2 separate regions of the Ovis aries genome follow, and region 2 is linked to region 1. The links are chromatin contacts, called in public Hi-C maps. All regions are on one chromosome and are shown on one strand. The core of a region is the stretch at or near the end of the contact, and the rest is flanking DNA. Distances in the headings are between cores, read along the strand shown.

Evidence for each region. Hi-C and Micro-C count contacts between places; a contact is called where the count stands out from the background.
Region 2: a contact with region 1 is called in a Hi-C map of hypothalamus, with 2.1 times the contacts expected there. The contact joins the promoter of MRGBP here to the promoter of BHLHE23 in region 1. A contact is called at or near these places in 4 of 16 Hi-C or Micro-C datasets (blood, hypothalamus, muscle and 1 more).

The regions. Positions count from the first base shown.
Region 1 is chr13:54,124,804-54,127,902 of ARS-UI_Ramb_v3.0, reverse strand. BHLHE23 (basic helix-loop-helix family member e23) reads right to left here and starts at 1,584. Exons shown (of 1, transcript XM_012189425.4): 1 at 1-1,584. The coding sequence starts at 1,423. The coding sequence ends at 755.
Region 2 is chr13:54,283,040-54,286,138 of ARS-UI_Ramb_v3.0, reverse strand. It overlaps MRGBP (MRG domain binding protein), which reads left to right and starts at 1,632. Exons shown (of 5, transcript XM_027976970.3): 1 at 1,632-1,933; 2 at 2,427-2,548. The coding sequence starts at 1,786.

The DNA.
Region 1 (3,099 bases), core at 335-2,834:
GCTGCCTAGGGACAATGGGAAGCAGCCGGCGTCAACGTCGGCTCACCCAGAGGTCAGCATCTCCAGGCAGGCTAGAAAAGAAACGTAACAGACGGGAAAGGCGAAAAGCTACCAATCGGGGTCTTCTTGCGTCCGCGGTCTAGCTTCCTTGCAACCACAGTTGCGGGATCGGGTTGGGGCTCATCCCGCAGTTCCGCTCCTGCGGCACGGGGAGGGTGTCATGGAGCCGGCGGAGGCGGAACACGCCCACCCAGAGCGCGGCCTGGTGGTTGGCAAGACGGCCGACGCAGGCCAAATACGCGCCCTGAGAGGGCCGGGACCCGGGCTACCCTCCTTCCCTGCGCTCTGCGAGCCCATAGGTGGCTCTGGCGAGGATCACCCGCGCGGGGATAGCGCCAACCCCTGTTCCCACTGCAACCCCGGGTTTCTTTTCGAGGCTGAGCGGTGGCACCCAGACAAACACGGTTGGTCAGCCCCGTCCTGTTCAGGATCGATGGCTGGCGACGTCCGGAGAGTGCCCAGGGGCGCTGCAGGCTCTACGACCTGGATTCCAGCACCCCGTTGTCCAGTTCAGTCCCACTCCCGGCTGGGCTTTGCTCTTCTGTTCCGCCGGCCCAACTGCTCAGCGCATAAAGACTGGAAGCGAGGTGCGGCCGTCTTCTCCCCGTGAGCGCAGTCCAGTGGGGGAGGGTGGCAGTCATGGGGGAAAGGTAAAATGAAGGACGCGTGCGGAAGGAGGGACGGCCCAGGGCCCTTAGGGCTTCTCGTTACAGTGTTTGCAAAGCGCCGAGGGCGTCCCGGAGAAGGCGGCGCACTTGTCTGGACAGGGCAGCGCGGCGCTGGCAGAGAAGGGGTACACTGCAGCCTGGCCGAAGGGCGCCAAGGGCGCGGCGGCCACCGGCGCGGCCAAGCCCTGGCCGTGGTTGAGGTAGGCCACGAGGCGCCGCATCTCGTCCAGGGCCTGCGCTTGCATGAGGATGTAATTCTTGGCGAGCAGCAGCGTGGCGATCTTGGAGAGCTTGCGCACCGACGGGCTGTGCGCGTAGGGGATCACCGCGCGCAGACCGTCCAGGGCGTCGTTCAGGTCGTGCATCCGCCGGCGCTCCCGGGCGTTGATGCTCAGCCGCAGCGACCGCTGCTCCCGGGGCCGCCGCCGTCCGTCCGCCGCGCTCCCCGGCCCGCGCCGCCGCCTCCGCCGCTCGAAGGCGTCGTCCTCGTCCCCGCTCTGCTCGCCGCTGCTCTCGGCTGCCGCGGCCGGGGCTCGGGGCGCGGACGCCGCGGGGAGGTCACCTCCCGTGCCCGGCATGCCGTAGCAGCGGGCCGCCTCGGGCCCCCGGGCCGGCCCGTAGGCGAGGCCCGCCGCCGCGTAGCCGTGGCTCAGTTCCAGGTACGCGTCCCCCGACAGCGACTTGAGCTCTGCCATGGCCGCGCCTCTGGGCCCGAGGGCCCGCCGGGCGGGCAGGTGCTCCCACGGCCCAGGCCGTGCCGCCCCAGGGTCCGCGCTCGCGCTGGCCGCTGGCGCCGCCTCGGTCCGGTTCCCGGCTCGCGCGTCCGTCCGGCAGTCAGTCAGTCCCCGAGCCTCCCAGGGCCTCGGCCCCGCCTCCTGGTCGCCTCCCCTCCCCCTTCTCCCCTCCCCCTCCTATTCCGTCTCTTTCTCTCCTACTGCTCCCCACCCCACCCCCACCTCTCGCCGCCGCGCGCTGGGCTGGGCTGGGGAGCGCTTTACCTCCCACTCGCGCCGCCACTCCCCCTTTAAGGTGCGGAGGCGCCCGCTGGGACTTCGCAGCCGTCCAATCAGAGGGGACCTGGTGACCGCCTCTTTCCGGAGCCCGGCCGCTTAGGCGGCGCAGACCGACGGCCAAGGATGGGGGAGCCGCCGGGATGAGGGAGCCGGGGGTCTGGTTGGAGACAGTGGTGGACACGGTGGGGCCTAGGAGCGCTGTTCCCGCTTCTCCGCGCTGCCTCCTGCCGCCCCCGGGGGTGCAGCCGCTGTACCCTCCTGTCCCTCGTGGGCACCCGTCTCAGTCCGACTCCTTCTCTTCTTCTGTGCCATTTGCAGGACCTACGTCCGGCGTCGCGCAGGCAGGGATCAGAGCAGGGAGCGCGCAGAACACCACGGAGATCGACCAGCCGAGTCCGCATCAGGTGCCGGGCGTACGCCTGGGGCGCTCCTCCCGGGTGGGCGTCCGAGTAGCACCGCACAGCCAGGTAACCCGAAGGGCAAACTGGGCGCTCCCAGCGCCCCTTCCAGGGCCTGCTGGCTCTCCAGGACTTCGGTGCTGGATGGGAGTGTTCGAGGAGACAGGCGCAAACACGTGGATCATCCGTCGTGGGAACATCAGAGACCGGCTCTCTGGGCCCCCGGATGAGGGGAGGGAACCTGGGGCTGATGTTTAGGAGAGTAGGTCTCACCTACCTGCGTGTCCGGCTGCGAATGAAGGACCAGGAGGGTCTGGGGGAGGCCTTTTCCAAGGAGCCCCTGCACTGCCTCCTGGTCCGAAGTCTGGAGAGCGAGTGGGGGACGCCCCGCAGCTGGGGTGGGGAAGCACCCTGAGGGGCAGGGCGCATCTAGGCTGTTGGAGCGGCGGCAGAGGGCGGGAGTGGGGGTGGGGGCAGAGGCCCGCGTGGCTGGTCCTGGCGGGGAGTTTGGTCTTTGCTGGGAGGACAGAGGCCACCCAGAAGGAGCTCAGGGAAACGCTTTCTGCAGACCGCGGCACCGCAGCCCTCAGGGGATTTGGGAGGCTTCCTTCTGGGCGTCCCTCCCGGCCTGGTAGAGCTGGTCAGGGTGAAAGGGGTTGTAAGCAGAGGCGGGCCAGCTCCACTGATGCCCCCGGGCCCATGCGAGTGCTGGGGTCTGATGGGAGCTGAGGGCCTCCTGCCTCTGGGCCTCAGGGCTGGGGGTGGGGTTAAGGGGGAGGGTAAGCTCAGTGGATAAACTGAGGGTGGGAGCGTTTGAACCAACCAAGGGGTGTCTGGTAGGCATTTGTGCGGCCGTGGGTATGTCATCAGAATATGTAGTCATTGAAACCACAGGCACCCAGGAGATCGATTTTCAAAATAGAGGCTGGAGCAGAGCTCCCGCTGTGGCTGCAGGTCAGC
Region 2 (3,099 bases), core at 383-2,882, 160 kb before region 1:
AGCATGGCATTTAGCTCCACCCTGACACTGGGCACAGAGGTCGGCTTAATACTCATGGGTAGAGACAGTCCCACACAAACCTGGTGAAGCAGACAAATGGGCAGTACCCAGGAGGCTTCATGTAAGAAAGATGTGGAGAAGGCAGTTTCCTTTTGCCCAGATCATCCAACCTGTCTTTCTGCATCGAGTCTGACTGAAGATACACATTCTAGGATCTGCCTGGAATGAAAGGAACCGGGTGTCTGTGGACCACAGCTGCTGGCTGAACACAGCTCAGCTACAGTGGCCACCAGAGAGAACGAAAACACAGCCCAGCACCCAGGTGACCCCAGGCAGGAGGAAGAGATTGCATGAGAGGCACAGATGGGCTGAGGCTGTCTTGTGGGCATCAGGGGTAGCTTCCTAGAGGAGGAGGCTCTCCAGATTGAAGAAGGCAGGAATTGGGTGGGGATAGAATGAGCAGAAGGTGGACCTGGTGGAGGAGCAGGGACCCTGAAGTGTCTGGGAAGTGTAGGGAGATTAATGATGAGGGCCACTGTCTGTTAGTGCTTTCTGTGTGACAGAGCCCGAGTGAAGTGGCTTTGGGCTGTGCTCCATTCCACCTCACAGCAAGCCCTGAGGGGAGCCCCACTTGTGGGTCAGAGAGAGGAAAGAAGCACAGGCCCAGCAAAGTCACAATGTCCCTCCACATCGTGGCTCCAGGACAGCCGGTGGCACTGGGTCACTGAAATCCTCCCTGGGCCACATGTCCCCACTCTGTGGGGACTGGCATCACCAGCAGCGCTCTTCACACAAGGGAGGACAAGACTGAGTCCCCACTGTTCCGGGGGTGAGGCTGGCCAGAGCGGTTCCGAATGCCGGCTAAGAAGCGCGAGCGTGTGCCCAGGGCACCCCAGGATAAGGCGCCGCCGTTAGTTGCACTGCAAGGAGGACACCTGCGGCCTGGAGAGGCTCAGCGTTTTGCCTGGCTCACACGGCTGGCAAGCCGCAGAGCCAGAAAGGGACCCGGAAGGCCGACCCTATGTCTACACCCAGGGGGAGACGAAGAGCAAGAGCGCTCCTCGCCTTGGGTAACCGCCCGGAGCACCGCGTGGGCGTGGCCTGACGGAGAAGGGCCGGGGAGAAGCCCTCGGGGGCGGGGATGGGGCGGGGCGGGGCGGGGAGGAGCCGGCGGTCTTGATTGGGCGCAGCTTTGAGCTTGTCACCTGACTGCCCAGGCCGGCCGCCCCATTGGCCCCGCCCCTCCCGACCAGGGTTAACCCCCAGGGCCCAATGCTGGTCACCCTGGAGGCCCCAGGCGGGAAGGCTGTACCCCGACGTCCCTGCCCCGGTGTGCAGGAGCCTCTCTGTGCAGCGCTCAGGCCAAGGGTCAGCTGGAGGCAGTGGAAGCCCTTGGAGCCCCCACTCGCAGGAACTGTAGGTCGCCTGTTCTTTTTCTTCTTTGCTTCTTACTGAGGTGCAGCTTGCAATCCCGCCATCGTAAGCGCAGAGTTCAGCGGGGTTTACCCCGAGCTGTGCAGCTACGGGCACAATCTAATTTAGGGCATTTCCATCCATCTACGCAAACCCACTCCTTCGCCTGATCCGCCTGCTCTGCCGGCGCTGCGCCGCGAGACCGTGCCGCCTGGGGGCGCGGCGACCCAGCGCTCAGCTGCGCCTGCGCCTGCGCCGCGGGAGAGTCCGAGAGCGAGCCCGTCGAGCGCGCGCCCACGCCGCGAGTGCGCCTGCGCGGAGCTCGTGGCCGTGCCCGCTCCCGCCCGGGGCTCGTCGCTGGGCGGCGGGGCCATGGGGGAGGCCGAGGTGGGCGGCGGCGGCGCGGCCGGCGACAAGGGCCCTGGGGAGGCTGCCACCAGCCCGGCCGAGGAGACGGTGGTGTGGAGCCCCGAGGTGGAGGTGTGCCTCTTCCACGCCATGCTGGGCCACAAGCCCGTCGGTGAGCAGAGCGCCGCGCCGGGGCGGCCCACCCGCGTGGGGGCGGGGCGGCCGGCAACGGTCGGGGACGCGCGCTGGGCGGGGCCTCCTGCGCTTGCACCCCGCCGACCGTGCCCTCACCTGCGCACCCTGCCCCCACCTGCGCACCCCATCCATGCTTCCTCCAGCAGTCCCCCACTCCTGCCCACGCTGCCCCCTTCTATACCCTACCCCCACCCGACTCTGCCCCCTTCCTGTGCCCAGCCACCCATCCCGGCTGACTCCAGCCCTCACGTGCACCCCCACCCCTGTGCCCTCGTTACACCTCCGCTGCACACCCCTGCCTTTTCCTCTCCCACCTCTCTCCGCTGCACCTCCTACCTCTTCCACCCTCCACCTTTGCCTCCCTACACCCTTGCAACCACTGCCCGCTCTCTCCCCCTTGCCCCCTACCTCTTCGCTACCCTACCAGCTGGCCTACCCCTCCCCCACAAGCCGACCCCTTCCTTCTGCAGGGGTGAACCGGCACTTCCACATGATCTGTATCCGAGACAAGTTCAGCCAGAACATCGGTCGGCAGGTCCCATCCAAGGTCATCTGGGACCACCTGAGCACCATGTATGACATGCAGGCACTGGTGAGCTGGACCCCCGCAGACAGAGCTGCTGGCAGGGAGCCCCCTCCACACCGCCTACCCTGCCTTTGTCCCCACCCCCCCCACCCCCCACCACCAACCACGTCCTACCTTGACATCCAGGATGTCCCACAGGTGACCAGTTGTTAAACAAGATAGCTCTGGGTAGTTTTATGAAAACACAAGCTTGGTGACAGTAGCTAGTTATTGCACTGAATCTACCTTAGATTTTGGGGGGGAGTCGAGGTTCAGTTAAGATCTTTCCAGGAGATAACTAGGGAGCTGAGGCCTGTGTGGGAGGGGGCTCTTAGGTTGTCAGTCCTGTGGAAAACTCCCGAGTGCTATAAGCAGGGAGGTGACCGGGTCTGAGTCACATTGAGATGAACATGGTGGTTTCTGTGAGAACTAGGCCAACCCTCAGGGAAGACCACCCTCAGGGAACCCCCAGATGCTGGGTCTGAGGGAGAGCAGGTCAACTTGGTAACCAGGACAGCAGAAAAGACAGGTGGGTGTTCCCTGCAGAGGAACAGCAGGAGTCAGGGCCCTGTGGCAGC